2 separate regions of the Bombyx mori genome follow, and region 2 is linked to region 1. A link is a contact called in public Hi-C data. All regions are on one chromosome and are shown on one strand. Each heading gives the region's core, a stretch centred on a gene start, on an enhancer-like site or on the middle of the called end of the contact. The rest is flanking DNA. Distances are from core to core; before and after follow the strand shown. Region 1 overlaps LOC101738187 (ionotropic receptor 25a). Region 2 holds the start of LOC100174824 (fez1).

Region 1 (2,700 bases), core at 89-2,588:
TAATTTACAGTAGTAGGTAGTATTTCAGTTGTCCTTCGCATTTCTGTTGTCCATGACCATCCATGAACACTCATTATCGCACAGGCTCGTCTGCTTATTAAAGATTTTAGAAAGTTGTTCACTATCAATTCCTAAAATAAACGCGATCAATCTTAATTTTACTTGCTTCCTGACATTTACTTTTCATTAAAGACCGAAGACAACCTCGCAGTGATGAATCGTAGACTTATTTTAGTGACACAGAGTAAAATTACATGAGGGTAATGAACAGAATACTAATTTTTATCTTTTATAACGCTCGCACGCTTACCTAGCCTATATATAGTCTGTAGAATGGAAAAATACTGTAAGAATGTCTAGAATTTTTTGTTTTACAACTAACGCCATCTAGTTTCTTCAATATACAACTTTTGTTCTGTGAAACGATTTGGAATCCAAATTACATACTCATAAAGATTTTTGTATTAACGCAAAGATTTTCCGTGGCAACAGGTAGCTGATCAATTTCAGATACGAACTAAAACATTATTTTCACCCCGAGGTTGTTGAAAACGAAAACCAATTAGGCATATTTTGAATTAGAAGATTATTAGAATTATTTTAGAAGATATTATACTTTCAAAGATTCTTTGTAATTGAATATTGTTGTAGGTATCTAGGCCGCTTAAATTCTCACAGCATTTGATATAAAATCATTCCAGGAAAATCACTGTCCTTTTTGTGCGTAATAATACAGCTTTAAACAAGGTTGTCGATAGAAATCACTCTAACCGTTAATATTCCAAATGGTTTACGTTTATAAGCTGTGACTTTAAATTGTAGTTAGAGAACAGATTTCTCCGGCTATTTGTATGAATTATATAGTAATGAATGTTTGGATTGTATACATAACTATAGTCTATACTTACCGTACGTGCAATGATAAGGATTTGCCTGTCTGGTAATAATATCGATGAAAAGTAATAACTAATGTCTTGCTAGCGCCTAGCGCCATCTATGAAGAACCACGGCACCTGGAAACAGACTACAAACCTGCTCTAGTCGAACACAAATTGATTCACTTGTCCTTTAGCGGAAGACCTTGTACCGATGACCTCAACTAATCACAAATAAACATTACCAACGTTGTTATTAATACATATTGTATTTATTATGGCATCATAATTTTGTTTCAGCTTGTATAATGTTTCGTATAATTAATTGGCAGCTAGTAAAATCCGAATCTTTGGACATGATTACGTACACATTGATCGCGTTTTAAATTATGAGTACATATAATTAAAACGTATGGTATTGTGAAGTACATTGAGAATGTAGCGTCTATTTTATTGATAGAAAGTAATGTTTAATTGTGGTCAAAGATTCTTTGAGTGTCGATAGATGGCGTTAGTATTATATTTGTTACTTCAGATGTTCTTTCTTTGATTCAATCTTTGACTTGAATTTTATTCAATCGTTATCAAACTTCACATGGATACCCGTAAGGACAGCTTAAAAATTTCCTAAAAAACTTATCTGAATCAATCCAGCTGTTGATGTACTTAACATGCATACACAAATTGATTTTAATAAGTATATTTATAGATTACGAGATAATAAAATTATGATGCAACTAATGCCTACAACAAGCTCATCTATGTTTTCACTTCTAAATTATTTATTACTGTTGTTCTTTGTTTATACCGCCATTACTCGGTTACGTCATAAGTGGATACTATTAATAAATTACGGCTAAACGCATCATCACGTTTCGCATATTCTACTATGCGCGTGGAAATGATGCATAAATTGAAAATTTGTTTGAAAATGCTGCTTTTCTGTGCTGGGGTTGGCACAGCAGCATCTAAATGTATCGAAAGAGTGCTTTAAATAGATTGGAGTGTAATTTTCCTACCGCCTGTCTGATAGCAATCTGTTTTCGAAATTGGGATAAGACCTGTAGGTAAAATGGGGTTTATTTTATTTTATTTTTGATTGTTTGGATGAGAGTACGAGCTCACAGCCCACCTGGTGTTAAGTGGTTAGTGGAGGGTGGAGCTCATAGACATCTACAACGTAAATGCCACCACCTACCTTGAGATATAAGTTCTAAGGTCCATTATAGTTACAACGGCTGCCCGACCCTTCAAACCGAAACGCATTACTGCTTCACAGCAGAAATAGGCGGAGTGGTGGTACCTACCCGTGCGGACTCACAAGAGGTTCTACCATCAGTAAAAAATTAATAGTTTAGGAAAGGATTAGTAGCAGTGTTGGATTATAATAAAAGACGAACATTATTCTCGTATTAATAGATTGATACCTACTCATAGCCTTTGAATACTGTTGCTATTGAGGTCGCGAACCGCTTCAATTTCCAACTTATAATATCAGTAAAATTATTGACAAGAATTCACGTAATGCATCATTGTAAACCTATTGTAATATGTAACTGTGATATTAATAAAAAAGACAATCAAAGAATCTAACACTTCGGTCACAATTCATAGTATTCGAAAAAAAAAAAAAAGTCAAAACTTGTTATAATAAAATGTCAAATTTATTTCTGGGTTTTTACTAAATTACGTGGCTTCCTAATGATCCCGTGTTGTATTCATTAAATCGTACAGAAAATTTAGGTTCAATATATCAATTGTCTCTTACTGTCATCTATTGTGCAAGTAGTGAGTTTCTTCTAAGTTGTATCTACTCTTGCAAAAG
Region 2 (2,739 bases), core at 15-2,514, 100 kb after region 1:
TATATGTATTTCAAAATATTTATATCAGCACTCCGCAAATAATTACAGCGTTAAAGTTCAAATCTTTGAGTACCTACTTTGACAATAGGCTAGCTTGTATCAATTATATGAAATGAGAATAATAAATCAGCCTGTACAATATGTCAGTGAGACATATTCGAGCGAGACGTTAACAATAGTACCCAGGACACCAGCTAGTCGCCTTAGAAACGAATCTAGATCTAGCCTTGGCAACACGTGTGACTGGATTTGAGTGTATTAGTAAGTGCTATTTGGTTACACATATGAATTAAATTTTAGCTTTAATAATCTTTTATCTAATGGTCATTCTGTTTACTTCTAAACTCTTGCGTACTACTCAGTTAACTTGGATTTTGAGGCAGGACAAAATATTGCTCGACAATAAGACATTTGGAATCCTTTTTGATATTCATCTGCTATTAGGTATTTGTCTAGCCCAAAATAATTTATTTGAATACCTACTTTATTTCAGTAAGTACTAACCTACCCATATTAGCTGTGAAACAAATAAAAGTTATCGAAGTGCTTTTTGAAAGTCTGACTAAAAGTTCTTTTTAACGACCCGTATTTAGAAATATCTTATTTAGGTAATCTTGTTAAATTAAAACAGTACAATTCGGATTTACAGTTTAATATTGGCAGACATTTTAAAATGTTGGTATCAAGTTTAGGATGAAGGCAAAAAAGTCTAAAACCAAAAGGTGTCTAAAAGTTTCTGTAGTACCATATACGGAAACGAGGATGATGGAAGCTGCTAGGCTATACTCGCGAACATGCTGTTTTAAGATTTCTAATATTTTTACAATAAAGTGATATAAACCTAACAGATCTAAAACTGATGTATTGTCTATTTAATGATACAATAATGAAATCATAATTTAATCGATCTAACATTTGTAATAATGGCAAGTTTACAGTTAATTTATTCAATTTAAAGCCTGGCTACAATTAAAAATATTAACTGGAATATTATAGGTTTCGTTTGATGCGATTGTAAGCTTTATGTTTAAGTAAAGTATTTTTTTTCACTGCACTTGTAGTTAAATACCTATTAAATAAAAATGTAAATCCTTACCTTTCTGTTCAAAATAAAATAAACCGGTATCGCTTCACATACAATTAGGCTTGCAAGAAAGACACTTATCACAAAGTCAGTTCGTTGCACTATTCGTTTACTTTTGAAATTATTATTTGTATCTGACCGGACAGTTCACGAGTATTTTGAACGGCGTCACACTCCTTATGAAGCACCGCGTGCATTTCAATGGATGAAAGTGTAAACTGTGGTTTTTGTATGGTGTTTTCTCGTTCTCGCTGACCCAAACGAAAGAGACGCAAATATTAGGCTCGTGAGTTTGATTTAGAGTGAAGCGACTACAGCTTCGCCCACATCTTATTTTTATTCTAATTTACATTTTGAAACCCCTGTCCTACCCATTTAGGCCCTAATGTCACTTCAACTTCAAGAACTCGAGTAATCTAAAATAGGAAAAGGTAAAAAATAAAAAAAACAATTTGGATGTATATTTTTATTTTCATTGGTGGCAAGAACCAGAGTAGCGAGCACAACCTAATGATTAGGCAAATGGTAACTATTTTCAGGGATAACATCTAAACTAAACTTAAATGATTTATTAGCTAGTTTTACAATTTTTACAAAAGCAAAATAAGGTCCAATTACTTTAGACGAGAATTTAACAGGTACGTTTTTTGGTTTGAAATACTAAAACGCGAAATCCCTTCACTGGCTCCTACCCCGGCGATAGATTTAAATTTGAAAGACTACTCATTTCCAGTTTACAAAAATTACATATAATTTGAAATTCAAAGCAAACGCGCATGTAACCAACGTCGATCGGTTACAGGCCCACTTGTTACAGTCGTGATAGCTAAAAATCTTGTTAAACTACAGGCAAATTTTTCGTGTGCTGACTTTGCTACGTGTCCAAACTTATTTTTGTGTTAATTTTGTTTTCACAAATGAAATTTGTTTTTTTTTTAATGAAGATTTCAGATACACGCAAATTTAAAAGTTGATTATATTGGAATAACCTTTACATTACATACAGAAGAAAAGCTCATTTGCCACTTACTAGTAATCATGTGGCTTACAAATAAGAGAAAAAAAATTTAGGGGACAACTAACTTTCATTACACTTGTCACTGATAAGGATGTCAGATTCTAAAATTACAATGATCAAGTGTATTGAATAATGCTAACTTCGTTATAAATAACCCCAATACACATTATAATTTTTGATCAAAAATTTCGGCAATGTCTGATGGGCTTATTTACATCGTGTTACTTATTAAGTCTGCAATAGAATGGTGTTCCCCACCCAGATGTTAGTTTGTCCCCTCTACCAATACTAATGCAGACTTAATTTCTTGACAATTTTGTCAAAAACGTATCCTTAGATGTTTCGGATCAATGATAGTTCAAAATAGTATTTTATATTACGATTGATCGATTGCCAAACATAATATAGTACGAACTTGATTTTTTTTTTGGATTTTTTAATTTTTTCAAGATGTAATTCTTTAGCGAATATCGTTAATGCAATAAGTACAAATATAGTAAGAACTTATGACAAAAACAAAAATAATTGGATATGACATTATTTGACAAAAATGAAATATGAATTATGAGTTTAAAATATACCCAACCGCACTAATGAGAAAATGTTAGAAAACAATTAAATGGTACATAATATAATT

Evidence for each region. A called contact is a pair of places that touch in the nucleus more often than the background predicts.
Region 2: a contact with region 1 is called in a Hi-C map of midgut, with 2.1 times the contacts expected there. The contact joins the promoter of LOC100174824 here to the enhancer-like site in region 1. A contact is called at or near these places in 2 of 7 Hi-C or Micro-C datasets (midgut and posterior silk gland).

The regions. Positions count from the first base shown.
Region 1 is chr23:12,582,008-12,584,707 of ASM3026992v2, forward strand. All of the region lies in intron 10 of LOC101738187 (ionotropic receptor 25a), which reads left to right. Among protein-coding and RNA genes, the nearest start is that of LOC101738187, 13 kb to the left of the region's middle. Within about 2 kb of position 1,339, at least 7 of the 8 cell types and tissues checked have open chromatin away from gene starts, as enhancers often do.
Region 2 is chr23:12,685,116-12,687,854 of ASM3026992v2, forward strand. LOC100174824 (fez1) reads right to left here and starts at 1,265. Exons shown (of 7, transcript NM_001130878.1): 1 at 1,097-1,265. LOC101738318 reads right to left here. Exons shown (of 4, transcript XM_021352237.3): 4 at 1,536-2,739.